2 separate regions of the Mus musculus genome follow, and region 1 is linked to region 2. The links are chromatin contacts, called in public Hi-C maps. All regions are on one chromosome and are shown on one strand. The core of a region is the stretch at or near the end of the contact, and the rest is flanking DNA. Distances in the headings are between cores, read along the strand shown.

Evidence for each region. A called contact is a pair of places that touch in the nucleus more often than the background predicts.
Region 1: a contact with region 2 is called in a Hi-C map of the 63-12 cell line, with 1.7 times the contacts expected there. The contact joins two enhancer-like sites. A contact is called at or near these places in 1 of 39 promoter capture datasets (the C10 cell line) and 5 of 484 Hi-C or Micro-C datasets (the 63-12 cell line, the C10 cell line, embryonic stem cells and 1 more).

What each region holds. Positions count from the first base shown.
Region 1 is chr17:72,586,425-72,589,453 of GRCm38.p6, reverse strand. All of the region lies in intron 1 of Alk (anaplastic lymphoma kinase), which reads left to right. Among named protein-coding and RNA genes, the nearest start is that of Alk, 16 kb to the left of the region's middle. Within about 2 kb of position 1,608, at least 9 of the 459 cell types and tissues checked have an H3K27ac peak or open chromatin away from gene starts, as enhancers often do. A contact at or near this core is called in the 63-12 cell line, where this site is marked.
Region 2 is chr17:72,521,293-72,524,291 of GRCm38.p6, reverse strand. The region is part of intron 1 of Alk (anaplastic lymphoma kinase); the gene reads left to right. Among named protein-coding and RNA genes, the nearest start is that of Alk, 82 kb to the left of the region's middle. Within about 2 kb of position 1,716, at least 11 of the 459 cell types and tissues checked have an H3K27ac peak or open chromatin away from gene starts, as enhancers often do. A contact at or near this core is called in the 63-12 cell line, where this site is marked.

The DNA of each region.
Region 1 (3,029 bases), core at 359-2,858, 65 kb before region 2:
GGCTTATTTAGTCTATCATTTACATATAGTATGAAAAAAAGAAAAAAAAAGTATTTAGGTCTGGAGTTGGGAAAGAGCATGTTGAGTGCAAGCTGAAAACTCCTCAGGAAACATATTTCCAAATCCCAGGGAGAACTGGCGCTAGGCAGGAGCCCCGAGAGTCTGTTGTACTAGCTCAGAAGTGAAGACAACACAGAGGGATGTGATAACTCACTACATGAGAAACAGGAGGAAAGAGTTCAAGTCTAAGGTTTTCATATGGTTTCCTTGAAGTCTGCGGTATTGGTGATGAAGAATGTGATTGGAAAGAGGGATGTGCTTTGAGGGTGCAGTGGTTGGCATGATTACAATTACTGGGGGCATCTGGAGAAGATGAGATTTTCTGGTATGTACATGGCTGTGTGGGACAGAGTTACAACAGGGGAGAACTCAAGGTGTATATAGATATAGGAGCTATTTACCTGATTTTGACAGTTTAATTATTGAAAGCAAATAGGTTTTCCAGAAGGAGGAGGAAGAGGAAGAAGGAAGACAAAAGAGGGATAACATTTTAGTTTCAGCAAAGTTCACAGTCACACAGTGGAACAGAATTACTGCTACGACTGGCAAGAGCGTTTATTAAGAAAGGTGGAGAAACTTCCTTATCAAGGGGTGTTGTGGAATCATGTGTTTCAGAAGCAGTGGAAAGGCTGTGTTTTGTGTTGAATAGTGGGTCAGAATGAAGCAAAGTGTGTTAGAGGCAGACTCCTCATATTAACACCAGGAGGATGAAAACTATAAAGAAGGAAAGACAGGTGTTAGACAGAAAGGGATAATTCTGTAGCAAAATCATTTTGCACAGAGATTATAGAATTTGTTTTTGTTAACATATAAAGCAATAGCCTTCCTAATGGCACTCCATACACATAGCAATATGTGTCCTTATACTCTATTCTTTTTGGGGGTGGGGGGGAGCATTGTCTTCTCAAGGAGTTCACATTAGCTTCAAGCTTGAGTTCCTTCTGCCCCAGCCTCCTGAGCACAGCGTTTTCAGATATGTGACACCATGTTTGGCTCATTGAAGAATCTCACCGAGCTTTTGGGCACCATTCCATCTAGATCCACTTGTTTCTGGAGTCTTCCATCAAAATGGAGTTCTTCTATCCCCTGTGACTGCTGCACGGAGTAGTTGGGAAGATGTCTAACAACAGCTAAATCCTACTCCATTGTCACTTAATATTGAGCATAGCAGCTAGACACAGTTCTTAATTTTAATCCATACTGTTATGCTGTATGGTTGGTTTTGATATCACTTCTGATTTCCAACATAAAGAGACTAAGGCTCAGGGTCACAGTAAGTGTAGAACGGAGTGTTTGAACTCAGCCTGTTTCAGTCTCAAATAGAATCTCGATGTCATTGCTGTTACCTGGGCTGTAGCTCCACTGACAAGTACTATCCTCTCTTCAACATTAGGACCCTTAAAATGACTCAAGTCAGTTATTCTGCATATCCTGTTTTGACCTTAAGTGTACAAATGTGCCAAACCACGGGCAGGGAAACTTCAGTGAAAACCATGACTACCTTCTCTGAGACAGGAAGACAAGTGTGCAGAGAGCCATGCAGAAAGGAAGGGTGGGGGCCAGAGGGTTTCCATCTGCTCCATGAAGTATGACCACAGGTCATGCTACATAGATCATGAAGCCATGCATATTTTTCTTTTCCATGGTTGCTGCCTTCCCTTTATGCTCCAGGGTCCTGGTACCCACTCTTCTGCTAGACGGATGCAGCCACTGGGACCAGCTCAGAAGGTATTAAACATGCCTATGTCATGGTGGGCAGGTGAGGTGAGAAAGGCGTTGAGTAAAGATTTCCCTTCTCAACCCTTCTTCCTGTTCACCCTCTCTTTCTCCTTATCCTTCTCCCCTAACCCCTTTCATGGTATGAGCCTCAATACTATAATTTGGAAGCGTATAGGAGGAAAAAAATGTCATGAAGCAGAAATGCAGACTTGATACATCTGACCTTTCTTTTCCTCAGAACAATAAATGTCAAATAGCTTAACATGACAGCTAGGGTGCCCAGACATTATTTATGTTCTTAAATATTTAGGCAAGAAACATAATTCTGACTTAAGCCTCATCTGCATGAAGACTCTAGCCTGTGAGAGCCACGAGGCCTTTTAAGGATCATCACACGTTCTGATGTTTACACTCGCAGAGAACAGAAAATGGGAAATAGAGAAACGTGAGACGTCAGGACAGAACAGAAGTGGTGAATGATTCCCGGTAGGTAATGAGAACAGTTGATAACATCAAGAAAGTGTTTTGCAGCCCCAAAATTGTGTTTTCATTTTTCATATCTGAGTAACGTGGTACGGAGACTCCCAGAGATAGACTCAAAATCATTATGTCCTCTCTTGATTCAGTACAAAGTACTTTAAGGTGTGTGCTTATTTGTATCGCTTATCCTCATTTTACTAATGACGTTCTGTTGCTAAAACAGAGGGAGAGTTACCTTGCTTTGACTGCGCGTACACCCCTGACAGAGCTCTGATGCTTGAGCCTCGAGTAGTGCTCTATTCAGCCTGCTGTTCAATAGGCATTAAAAGCAGCAGTTTGAGTCTGAGCTTGACTTTTTTTTTTTAAAGGAATTGTAACTGTGACTTAATCCATGTAATTCTGAAAGGGGACAGGGTTACTTTGTGTTTGAAAAGAATCTGTAGTTAGTTCTGGGCTGGGTACCCAGCTCCGGAGTCCACTGTGGGGAATTTCTTAAAGCACTGGACATGTTATTGTGTGTCTTCTGTCTCCTAACTGTTGTTAATAGAAGAGTTTCTTTGTTTTGTGGCTCCTTTTCCTTATAATCTACCAGGATCTAATCATCTCTGCAATTAGAGTTTATCTCATTGAAAAGAAACAAGAGACTCAGTTAAAAGTTGTTAGAAGATCACCTGTTACGTTGTCACTTCAGGATTCCGCACGGAAACAGCAGGTCATGCCTCATTAACATCAAAAGTGCTGAAATTGTGAAGAGCATTTCTTAGTTCTTA
Region 2 (2,999 bases), core at 467-2,966:
CTTTTGAAATTGTGTGTGTGTGTATGATATATATGAGATATATCATATATGTATTATACATATTATAATATTATACATATATATTACACATTTATATTACACATATAATATTATACATATTGCATAGACAGACATACACACATATGTTTGGAAGGTGAGTATAAGCAGGGAAAATTAATACTATATATAATTTCATTTCAATCTAATTCCATCTAGTAGAGATGAGCAGTGAGACTCTAGCCTGTGAGCCCTGTCTCTACCCACTCCTCTCCCATTTACCTCCTCTTCATGAAGTCAACCTCATAATATCACCATTATTTGAGTATCAAACCTCAACATCTTTCTCATACAATCTTCCCACTCCTGCTCCCTCCCCTTCCCCCATGCTTGCAATGCAGTTATAGCGGTGAGAAGCTATGCGCCCTCCCTTCTCATTTGCTCCATCCTTAGTGCTGGAGCACTGGTCCATTGTTCCCATTCCTCTCTGCATTCTGCCACTCAAATACTTCTGAGCGCCTCATGCCCCAGATGCCACTCACTTCCCTCCTGCAAGAGAGATCTCGGAGTTGGCCTTAAAGGGAAGTTTCTGCAACTCCAGGGTCTCAGGGAATACCACACTGTAGCTGAGACCACCATGGTCTCCTTGGTGTAGTGATGAAGATAAACAAACCCTGGTTGTGCAGGGCTTCCTTCCTGTCTCCCCTTGTCCTGTGTGGTAAGCCCCAGCATGTGCTCCATGCTGTGAGGAGCACCAAAGAGGATGATGTAATCAGTCGTTCCCCTAATCACAACTCATGCCGGAGACTCCTCCCACAGCCTATTTGCCCTCACCCATCATCTTGCCTCCTACATGCTGCCAATCTAGCGGGCCGTGCTTCCCTAAAACATCCTCTACCTACCGCACTCTTGCCTCCCTCGGGCCTCTTCCTTTACTGTAATCCTTTCCTTAGAGAATGAACATTTGTATAGTGGTGGTGGTGGGGTCAACATCATAAGCAAAAAGGAACAAAGAAAGTGGGTGTGGTTGGGTGTCTTGCAGCTCAAGAATCCAAGGGCCCTGTAGAGCAGAACCACACTCAGATGCACTTCCCAGCATCGGATTTCCTGAGCTGGATGTGAATTCCCGAGGGACCCTTCCAATAAACCCCTCCCTCCTCCATACAAGCGAATCATCCTCCTCGAACCTTAACCCCAGGAGCCTAGCATTTCAGACTCCTAACAGCAGGCTCTAAGTTGGGGGTCGTCTTTCTAACACCTGATGGAAATTCACTGGAACAGAGAGAGAGAAGGAAAGAGAGCAAAGAGGAAGGAAGAGGGATAAAGAAAAAGGAAGGATGGGTTGGAGAAGGCATGATCTGCATGGTTGGTGTCCTCTGTCCCCTTGCCTCGGGTGAGAGTAAAGGACAAAGGTGAGTCAGAACACGGATAGGAACGAGGGAGCAGTCACTGGCAAGAAAGACCAGACAAGCCTTTGATTCAGGGCAGAGTTTTGTGTGGGGATTAACTTGTGTTGATGTGTATTTTTGGAAGCTGAGAAAATGGAAGTTTATTTCCCGGCCAGCTCTGCCTGTTTGAATCTGGCAAGCATGGATTTCCTCCCTCCCCTTTCTGCTTCAGATAGCGCTTAAATGAACAGCCTGTGTTGTTTGGTACAGCTTCCTAGGACCATGGGAACACAACCCCAAGCAGAGGCTGCCTGTTATTACCCAGAAGGCCAATAGAGGGCTCCCGAGAACACTGAGCAAAATTCGGTGGAAGTCACCCCCAGGAAGCTCTGTGGGAATGGTAGAGACATATGGTTATCTCCTGCTGAAGGATGGAGCTGGAGTCAGATGGGAAAGCCCACAAGGAAAGACCTGCCTTCTCCTGCATTGGTGGAGACTTGGACTTGAGAGACTTTAAGGTTCCCCCTGCGTGCAAGCGAGGACATTGATCGTTCTTCTGGCATTAGCTGACAGTGCTTTATAAAACACTTGCATGTTAGATATGTTAAAGCCTTGATTATGTTCCCTGTGTCATCCAAGGAAAGCAGTTATATAATGTTTCTGGGCATCATTTTATTTTTTTCTAGTTTAAAATATTCTAGAGAGAAACTGGAGTTGTGGGTCTGACTTTCTAAGACCTTTGTGAAAATACTGTTTTATTAGTATTACTATGTATGTGCACATGTGTGTGTAGAAGTCAGGGGACAACTCTGTGGAGTTCCTTTTCTTCTTCCACTTTAGTGTGCCTTTCGGAGAGCAAACTCAGGCCATCGGGCTTGCACGGCAAGTGCCGTGATCTGTTAGCCATCTTGCCAAGCCCCTCTAAGATCATTTAAGGTATAACTTCCTATTACTACAAATTATTGAAAGTATATTGAAGAAACTGCATCTGAATTATTCTTAAGAGGAGGTAATCCTGTCCTACAATGCATGCCTGATTCTGTTGTTTTAGCAGTGGTGGGAATGAGGCCTTCACTTTGATAAGCAACGAGTTAAGACAGTACGGAGGAGGTGAGAGCCAACAGCAGTAGCCAACAGGCAGAATAAAAGCCCAATCTTAGCCTCTACACATTGGGTAGAGGCTCCTTGGCTTCTGTATAATGACAGAATGATCCACAGTCCTCACCTGCTGTGATTTGTGCAGGTCAGGCAAGAGAACGCAGTAAAACTGCTTTGCATACCATGCTGTGCCCACAAATGTCCATCTGCTAACAGATGCAGGAACTTAATAGCCCATGTTCATTGGCATGGTATGTGTGCATGTCTTGATTTCCTCCTTCGCCGAACTTAAGATCCCACATCAACCACACCGTGGCCACAGTTGCCCTTGTAATATTCAACAGAAATATTCAGCACAAATTCAACAGGAAACAAACCAGAAGAGAGATACAGAAATGTTCCTGAGGGGTGTGTTTAGAATAGAGGGTTGGCCGGGAGTCTGACTAAAGCTAGGTTATCAGTAGACAACTCTGCAGTGACGTGTGAAGAAGGAAGGAAGATGTCTCATGACTCATT